Regions from separate parts of the Rattus norvegicus genome. Here regions 1 and 3 are each linked to region 2. A link is a contact called in public Hi-C data. All regions are on one chromosome and are shown on one strand. Each heading gives the region's core, a stretch centred on a gene start, on an enhancer-like site or on the middle of the called end of the contact. The rest is flanking DNA. Distances are from core to core; before and after follow the strand shown. Region 1 overlaps LOC102547807 (a long non-coding RNA gene). Region 2 has its middle 42 kb from the start of Tomm20. Region 3 has its middle 140 kb from the start of Tomm20.

Region 1 (3,149 bases), core at 124-2,623, 72 kb after region 2:
ATGTGAATGGATACCGTGGTAAATACCGTGAGCGTATGTGTCTTGCGCATACTTGGGTGCTCTCGTGTGCACGAAGGAGGAACAGGTAGGAAGTTGTGCCATGCACATGTGCTGGGTACACGTGTGTATGTGTATACTATGCACACATCATGTGTATATGTGTATATGTGTATTCTTGCATGCTGCCTGTGTGCCTAGCACACTGGGATGCCACAGATATGTGGACAATGACAGGAGTTGCTGGTAACCTGCATGCGTGTGCATGTGCACATACGTGTACTTCACGGTAATTGGTGCAAAAAGTGCTCTGGAGGCATCTGAATTGACCCTATTGGTAGATCCACAGGATGGGTGGCTTTAAGAGTAGATTGCAGTCTCTCAGACAAGCACCCTCTTGCTGTGATTCTTCCTGCTAGCCTGGGAGTTACTTGTTTCCTTTATCCTTCCTTTCTTCTTCCTCCCTTTTTCCTTCCTTCCTTCTGTCCTTCCTTCCTTCCTTCCGTCCTTCCTTTCTTCCTCCCTTCTTCCTCCCTTTTTCCTTCCTTCCTTCCTTCCTACTGCATTTCTTTTTCTTTTTTTTTTTTTTTTGAGACAAGATTTTATGTAGCCAAGCTGCCCTGGAAAGTGCTGTATAGCTGAGGAAGACCCCTGATTCCTGATCCCCCCTCTGCTTCTGGGTTACAGGCATACACTACCATGCCTGGATCTCCGTAAAGTCTTTTTAAGTGCCTTTTGTCTTCAGCCTCTGGGAAGATGGAGTATTGGAACTAAGGCCCTGTGTATTCAGGAGGCAAAGGAGAAAGCATCAGCAGGGGGTAAAATCCCAAAGATAGCACAAGTCTGTATTCAGAAAACACAACTCCTGTTTCTCCTCTCAGGACTTGAAGTTTGTCCCAGTTTCCTGCCTCTGACCTTACTGTAAGCGCTGACCCACTTTCTGGCTGTTTTTTATTTGTTTCTTTGAAAAAAAAAAAAAAAAACACTTACTATGTGATTACGGTTGACTCTTGTCAACTTTGCTCTGATTTCTCTGCCCTGCCATCTGAGGCCCAAAGTGCAGCTCCTCTCCTCCTCAGTTCCGCTAATTATGGGTGAGCAGAGCCAAAGGACGGGAAGGTTCTATTGGTGACGTGACATGTGGGTGACCCACTTCTTCACAAACACAGACACAAGGACAAGAGGCTGTGTAGAGAGCTCTGTACCTGCCTTGATTTTGTCTGAGGTTTTCCCCTCTGAGGCAAACCGTGAGAGCCAGCTTCTTGTCAGGTCCTGGTGTGTGTGTGTGTGTAAGGGGCAGGGACAGGCTCTGTCCCGGGCTCTCTTCCCAGGCTTGCCCTCTGGGCCCAGGGTGGTGAACGTATTCACACTTATCTAGAATTACAGCCCAAGTCAACAGTGGAACCAGGAAGTGGGCTCGGGATCAGCCTGGCATGCTGAGTATTGGGTATTTGCTTTTCTCTCCCAGCAAACTTTGATTTACCCTTTAATAAGTCACCGCCGAGGATGTGGCTCTTGAAAGGTTTAGCTTGGCACTCAAACCTAAGTCACATGTTGATAAAGAGGGAGAGGGAAGGCCAGGCCTTACGTTGTTCAGTTTTATCATTAACCCTGAGTTTGGAATCGAGCTCGCTTTCAGAAGGGCTGGTTGCCCAGGGCAGGTGGCAAGTCTCCATCAAGAAGGTGTGGTGACATCCTTAGCAGAAAGCCATTATGACCGGGGCAGGCACAGTGGACACCCCTGCGGGGGATGGAAGATAAATGGCTCTGACTTCAGACATCTTTGGCCTCAGTTTTCTTGGCTGTGAAATAAAAGTAGATCAGAATCAAATAAACCAACCTCCTAGGTTGCTCTGGGACCCAATAAGGGAGCAGATGAGAGGGGCTGGTGGTGTTCAATAAACAGTGGGGCAGCATTCGTCAACATCAGCATCACGTGTCATTTATGTGGCTGAAATGTAGCTTCTGTCTTCTCCTTCCAGAAATTTCTCCAGAGACTCCTTTCAAGGACTAGAGTCAAAGAAGAGAGAGGAAGAGAGAAAGAGAGAGAGAGAGAGAAGGAGAGAGAGAGAGAAAATGTCGTATATATGTATGAGTGTATGTGTATGTGTGTGTGTGTATGTATGGTATGTATTTGTCTGTGTATGTCTGAGTGTATATAAATGTGTGTGGTCTGTGTGTGCATGTTTGTGTGTGTGGTTGTATGTGTAGGAGTGTATGTGTGACTGTGAGTGTGTGTTTATGTAAATGTGTATGTGTGTTTGTGTATGTATGTGTCTCTCTGTGTGTACGTCTGAGTGCATAATATTGTGTGTGTGGTTTGTGAGTGTATGCATGTGTTTTTATGTATGGCATATGTGTATGTTTGTATGTGTGTATGTGTGTGGTATATATGTATATATGGTATATATGCATGTTGAGTGAATGTTTATGTGAATGTGTGTGTGTATATGTGTGTATGTGTGTGTGTCTGTATGTGTTACTAAAGACTGATTAAACCCAGGACCTGGCACATTCTAGAATGTGTTCTACCATTACCCTATATACCCGGCCCCTTTTGCTATTAATTTATCAATTTATTTTAAAAATCTGAGATGATGCTTTATCTTGTAAAGTGGAATAAGGGGGGTGATTATCCTCCTGCCTCAGCTCTCCTGGAGTAGCTAGCAGGGCAGGTCTGTACTACTTGACTTAGCTTGGAGAAGAACATTTACACCTCACAGGAGAGCAACTTGGAACCGGTTCCTGGGGAGGGGGTGTTGGGCTAAGGTTTCCTTTCTCTTCTGCTGACAGCACTTCCTCATTAAATCCAGTCATCAGCAAAAACAGAACAAACTGAGGAGAAAGAGGCCGGAGGGCCCTTGTCACACAGTAAGGTTGACTCACAGAGATGTGAGCAGAGCCACTCACCTCCTGTGCCTAGGGCATAAGAAGGGGAGAAGGTCACCTAGGAAGGCCACACATGTGGGCATGGTGAGTCTGCCTTAGGAGCTTTGGATGAGAAGCATGCAGTCCCCCAGAGTTTAGAAGGCAGTAATAACCTGGGCTCAAGGCCAGGCTGCATTTTACACTTTCAACTGTCAAGCACTAGTAATTCCAAACAATGTTAGTGATAAAATCTCCCTGTCTGGGCAGCTGGCCCTTCTGCCCCT
Region 2 (3,142 bases), core at 331-2,830:
CACACACGCCTCGTGCGTACGTGTCTACAACAGAGTCTAAGTTTTACGTGAATATTTAAGCATTGCATCATCAAGACCATCTGTGTGATTGCAGAATTGGGTGCTAAATGATGGGTGGGTAGCATAGCCAGTATGGATGTCTGAACAAGGGGCTAATTCATGGCCCAAGTGTGGTGTTGTGGGGAGGGAAGGCATCCTCTCGTGTTCCGTAGGCGTTTACTTCTGGTGCTTTCCCATGAGGTATCTTCACACTACAGTTGAGTGTGAGTGTTGGCACAGAAGAACACTCATGGGGCCAGAGGTTACTGTGTGTGATCCTCTTGTGCACAGCAAACATCTGAAGGCAAGACCTACTTTAGCACAGAAAAGTTTTGGTGCACTCCACCTCGCACAGCGGATGCACGGTAAGTGCGTTGAAATTAGCCTTGGAATATCTCAGGTAAATCCAAAGGAACTTGGTCTTCAGGGTCTTCTTACAACTGATATAACAGCCAAAGAGAAGCACCAGATGGGATCCCAGAGCTCTTATATTTCCCTATTTGTGTTTGGAAGACCCTGATAATTGGCCATGCCATATACTCACGCAGATCCCTTGAGTTTCATTTTGCCGAGGGAAATGTGATATGCTGAGTCCGTGTAATCACCCAGCTGACTGTTGGGACCCCAGGGCTCTCCCCGACCTCACTGGTAGGCTTGCTTTCAGCCACATGCAGCCGTGTGCTATGTATATGTGCAGACGGTAGGGCCCTGCGTACACACACACACTGCTTATAAAAGCAAACCAAGGTCTGACGAGGTAATCCAATCACTGCATAAATGCTTGCCACAGAAGGGTGAGGATCAGCGCTTGATCCTCCAAGGCTGATCACTGGCCTCCGTGGGCATACACATAGGTGTATACACACACACACACACACATGCACCTGCACTCATGAACACAAACACTTGCACTGTCTAGAATGCTGTGTCCATTGGTCATGGTCAAAGGCAGTTGATCTGTGCTCCTTCCTACTGGACCGTTGTTTCAGTGATGTCTCAGGTAGGACATCCTGTGGGGCTTTGGAGTGATTTCTAGTTTGGCCAAGCACACTGGTCGGCAGCTGCTGGGTGATTGTGGGAGAGGCTTCGGGATGTAGAGTATCAGGATCCCCTTGGAAGCTGTTAGTCACAGCACAGCCAGTGGCATGTCAGCTCCCTGAGTTCTTGTAGTCACTTGCTGTGTAGGAATTAGTGTAACACTAGGCACTCGGCAAAAAAAGGACCTGATCCCACACAGCTGCCAGTCTCCACGGAACTTGTCCTGGGTGCTGCTCTGACTTTGTCCCAAAGCCAGGTTGAGCAACTTCTCCTCTCTTTAGCTGACGATGTTAGTCATCGCTGACACCTGAGTCTCATTTTTCCAGAACAGTCCCTATAAACAGGTCATTCGATATGACACATGTTTGGTGCCAAATTCCTTTGCAGATACGTGTGTGTATTTTGCATGTTCAGGTGGTTCAAAGGCTGGCCTCCCTCCTGTGAGTGCCTGCTCCTGGGCGCTTCAGCTGCTGGCGTAACCTTTGCTCCAAGCCTTTCTTTATTCAGGGTGGACTTTACTCTTTTGCCTATCTATCTCCATCAACCTCAACTGTCACCAAACCCCTTCCAAAGCAGGCACTCTGCTAAGTCCAGGGGCATAAAGCAAATAGAGTTCTATAAGAAGCAAGCACGGGGCAGTGCTAAGAACTAAGTAGGCTGGACCATCATGGTACTGACAACTTTCTGAGCAACATGAGCACCCAGAGCTGCTCAGTCTATCTTTATCCTGCCGGCCATCAATCGATAGGAAGCACTTAGTTTACAAGTGTGAAGTACCAAGGGGGCTTCTCTCAGACAGGCTCTGCCCAGATGCAAAGCTAAGAGCCGGGACTGGTGCATATGCCTGCAATCTCTGCAACTCGTACAGATTTGTAAATTTTGTGTTCCGTCTGGCTGACTCCGAGAGACCCTGTGTTGAAATTGGAATTTTAGAAAAATTAGGAGAATATAGCTCAGTAGTAGAGTGCTTGCCTGTTGTATGCAAGACCCTGTGTTCAATCTCTAGTACCGAAGAATCAAAAGCAGAAAACGAATAAAAAGTAAAAGTGTGCTCTGCCCATAGTAATGCAAACGTCATAATAGTTTGCATTAAGATGACTCAGTGAAAGGTTTATTTCTAAAAATTATTTTTATTAAACTGTGTGTGTGTGTGTGTGTGTGTGTGTGTGTGTGTGTGTGTGTGCGTGTGTGTACATGTGAGTGCAGGTGCCTTGGAGAAATGATGGCGCCTTGTGAGCCTCCTGATGTGATTGCTGGGAATCTAATGCTGGTCAATCCTCTGCAAGTTACTCAACCACATCTCCAGTCCTTAGAGCAGTGGGTCTGTGACTCCCTCAGGGATGTCAAACGACCCTTTAGCAGGGGTCACATATAAGGTATCAGACGTTTGCTTTACAGTAGCAGAATTACAGTTATGAAGTAGCAATGAAAATAATTTCACGGTTGGGGGTCACCACAACATGAGGGACTGCACTAAAAGGTCTCAGCATTAGGAAGGGTGAGAGCCAGTGCCTCAGAGGAAGGTGTGTGTGTGTGTGTGTGTGTGTGTGTGTGTGTGTGTGTGTGTGCCAGTTGTAGCAAGTCCAGGACTTTTTCTTTTTACTCTGGCATGTGTGTTTATTCTATTACGTGAGCAAGACAGACATTGCACCCAGAGCTACTTCATTCTCTCTCTGTCTCCCTTCCTCCTTCCCCAACATCTCTTTCCTCCCTCTCTTCCAACTAATTCTATATATGTGCACTGTACTGTGGTTAGGCCCACAAGGTCCCTTTAGAGCCTGGAATAGAGGCAGAACATTAGCATAAAGTGTCTCTACCAGAGCCAGTCACACAAGATGCCCCACCTGGGTAAACACCATTTGCATATCAATGGTTACAGCCCTTTTCTTTATGAGAACAAGCCAGGGCTCTGTTACTCAAACAGGTGGACAAACATCTAGGGAACCCTCAAACCCTGGGCAACCTGGGAACAGAGGCCCTGACCTCAGACCTGAGGCCAGGGCCTTGCAGCCTCACCTGTCCGTTTCTGCTGTTTTTGTGCACTTTTCACAGCCCCAAGTCTTCC
Region 3 (3,041 bases), core at 41-2,540, 94 kb after region 2:
CAGTGACCCTCAGTAACACACATGGACAGTGTATTTCTGGTATCGAACCACCACACACTTTGGGGGGGGGCATTGATCCCAAAGGTGAAAGGAGCTGGAGGAATGGCACGGCTCCCAGCACATGGCGTTCTGGCCTCTGTGTATTGCCTGGGGGCAAGACAGAGATGTAGTAACAGCTCTCTCTGGTGATCTCTGCTTTGGGGACACAGGTCAAATTTGGAAACCATTCTGCAAACACACATAGGCCCTAGTGAATGTCTGTTTCTGGAACAGAGGTTGTAACACATGCGTACTGTTTTGATGAAGTTTATCGTCAGAGGCTTGGCAACTGGGTGTAGGGATAACAGAGCCTCAAAACAAAGGGAAAAAAATCAGGAGAGTTTCTCATTTGGGGACAGAAAGCTAAGCCAAAAGCTAAGCTAAGTTTGGAAATTCCAAACTAAAGGGGAGTTACTAGGGGGAACAATTTGGGGGGCCATTTTGAACAAAGTGCAGCTCCATTTGTTCAAACACATTTTACTGAGGAAGCCACAAGCCACAACAGTGCTAAGCAGCCATCATTACAGAGCTGCTCCCCAGAACTCCCCTCATCTACCCATCCATGTTTGCCAAGTACCAACTTTGGGCTGTTACCTGCAGTCAACCACACAGCTCTGTGGACCCTACATCTGGTGTAGGTTTCTATGTGCCCAGTCCACTTCGCCCACAACCTGTAGAAAAGTGTCTTTAGCTGCTCGTCACCATCTTCCAAAGGAAGTGGGAGGATGGTTTCCCCATTCTCTCTCTGCCTTGGATCATGGCCTCTGAGAGGATACTGGTTCATTTGTCCCCGAGGAGTGAGGAGTCCAGCCAATGTTTTATGACCTGCGACTTGGTCCCTACATTGGCTTCTATAGATCTGACAGGGAATAGTCAGGCATAAGGATTTAAAAGGAAAGAGCCCCAGAGATGTATGTGTACATGCTCTAGGGGCATGAGAGTGCCATTGGGGTTCTGGCCAGGTCTCCTGGGAACTGTGGGTACCACACACACATGGTTTGATTGAAGGACAGAGGACAGAAGGGGAGGGGTGAAAGGGGGCGGAGAACATAACGTTCACACATATTAGCTTCCAGGAACACCAGGGTCAATGTGTAAAAGATAAAAGTCATCCCTGTCAGCGAACCTCACCAATTGCACAACTTCCTACAATCTGACTTTGGAGCTGGCTCTTGAAGAGAATGTCCCAACCCTAGTGACAGTGGATTCAGGAACTCGGGGAGATGACGACATTTGTTCAGAGGTTGAAGTCCTCTGAGCCAGGTCACTTCTCCTGGCTTGACAGCCTGTCACAGCCTAATAATAGCAATGGGACACTTTGGGACTTCATAGTGGCTCTGTTTAGCTCTCACACTGGTGCGTGCTGACATGACATGGAGGACAAATGACAAGGATCGGCCAGGATGCTCCCGGTGAGCATCTGCCAGCGACTGCATGTACAGTCAACAAAGCTTTCGGCTTAATCTTCACTACAGCCCGAAGAGACGATGTTTTGGTTAGACCTTGGGCCAGAGGGAAAGTGGATGTCTGTGTGTGTTGATGAAGTTTAATGGTGCAGCAGAGTCTGCTGGAATCCTTGATGCTTGCTGTCTTAGAGATTAGTTCAGTGTCCACGGGACTGGGAATAAGGCTGAATGTAGACGTCACGGACCCATCCTGACCTCGGTGGGTGCAGAGGTGACATATGTGTGTACCCCAGTAGCAGAGGGGAGTCACTGAACTGCCACAAATAAATCTTGTCTCTAGGGGCTAAAGGGGACAGCTTCAGAATACCCCCTATGACTCCTGCCTTGTCTCTTTGATCTGCCATCTTGGGAGTGACGGTGTGTCAACCGGGCCCCTGAGATGTAATGGGGCTCACACAAATCCATGGGCCAATGTCTCCTACATGAGCTGCTCAGGGGGACTATTTCTGAATAAATCATGAAGTGAGGAGTGGTCAGAGATATCTCCCGGGACTCCAGTAGCTCTGGACACACTGGAGAGGACTCTGGCCCTTTGTGAGCAGTACATGCACGGTCAGTGACAGAAAGGAGGTAGACCTCTGAGCAGCTAAGGTGGAGAGGACCAAGAAATCATCCCACAGCAGAACAGGGGGGCCTGGGTCTGTCCCTAGTGTGAGGAGACAAAAGAAAGGGTTCCTGTTCCCCCAGGCAGGAGCAGTTGGGGATCAAGTAGGGAGTATAGAAGGCACCCAGTAGGAAAGGCCCTGGAGCTCACTTGGCCATAACGTCATGGTAGAGAGCCACCAGCCCACAGTGAGGCATCTGTCATCTGCCAACATGAGGGTGTTGGTGACGGAACTCCGCCATCTGCCTTTTCACTTGAGATCCCAGGTAAATATATCTTGGGACAGGTAGAATGTGAGGAAAGAGACGCCGAGCTGTTAAGTCATAGGCGTGGGGCTGCCCACACAGAAAAGCAGGGAGTCTGATGGTCTGGCAGGCCTGAAGGCTGCTGGAAACGGAGGGTGGGAACCGGGGTAGCCAGGCAGGAAATGCCTTCGTCTCTCAGGTTTCTTGAGAAGGAAAGTCGGGCTGTTCTGAAGGGGAACTTAGAGACCAGGGACCGGATGTGAGTGGGGACCAGGAGGAGGGAGGAACAATGGCCATTCTTCCACCACAAGCTGACCTTCCCCGAAACAGGAAGGGCCTGCTAGGAGGGGAGGGTCAGGCCGAGGGACAGGAAGGAAGGGGCCTGAGGAAAGCCAAAGACCTGTGTACTGTGTTTGGAATTCACAGGCCTCCCTGTCTGCAGGTCCCGAAACAGCCAGCAAAGTCGGCTCACACTATAGGGTGTGACTTTCCCAGGCTCTGCTGCCTTCACCTCTCTGTCTCTGGCCTCCTCAGGACCCTGATGTGAGGTCTTGCTAGGCTTCCCAGGGCTGGGTCTTGCATGCTGAATGAGTGCTTGTTACAGGTCCCTGACACCTACCGTCTTCACACATGGGGAGGAGTTTCCAGAAAAAATAAAGGAAGGTGGCCAAAGTAACCAAGGCACAC

What was found. Hi-C and Micro-C count contacts between places; a contact is called where the count stands out from the background.
Region 1: a contact with region 2 is called in a Hi-C map of liver, with 5 times the contacts expected there. The contact joins two enhancer-like sites. A contact is called at or near these places in 6 of 12 Hi-C or Micro-C datasets (the A7r5 cell line, the Rat2 cell line, kidney and 1 more).
Region 3: a contact with region 2 is called in a Hi-C map of liver, with 5 times the contacts expected there. The contact joins two enhancer-like sites. A contact is called at or near these places in 4 of 12 Hi-C or Micro-C datasets (hepatocytes, kidney and liver).

What each region holds. Positions count from the first base shown.
Region 1 is chr19:71,716,230-71,719,378 of GRCr8, reverse strand. LOC102547807 (a long non-coding RNA gene) reads right to left here. Exons shown (of 6, transcript XR_010060536.1): 3 at 1,838-2,007. Among named protein-coding and RNA genes, the nearest start is that of Tomm20, 110 kb to the left of the region's middle. Within about 2 kb of position 1,373, at least 21 of the 93 cell types and tissues checked have an H3K27ac peak or open chromatin away from gene starts, as enhancers often do. A contact at or near this core is called in liver, where this site is marked.
Region 2 is chr19:71,788,794-71,791,935 of GRCr8, reverse strand. No RefSeq gene overlaps it. Among named protein-coding and RNA genes, the nearest start is that of Tomm20, 42 kb to the left of the region's middle. Within about 2 kb of position 1,580, at least 6 of the 93 cell types and tissues checked have an H3K27ac peak or open chromatin away from gene starts, as enhancers often do. A contact at or near this core is called in hepatocytes and liver, where this site is marked.
Region 3 is chr19:71,694,825-71,697,865 of GRCr8, reverse strand. No RefSeq gene overlaps it. Among named protein-coding and RNA genes, the nearest start is that of Tomm20, 140 kb to the left of the region's middle. Within about 2 kb of position 1,290, at least 28 of the 93 cell types and tissues checked have an H3K27ac peak or open chromatin away from gene starts, as enhancers often do. A contact at or near this core is called in hepatocytes and liver, where this site is marked.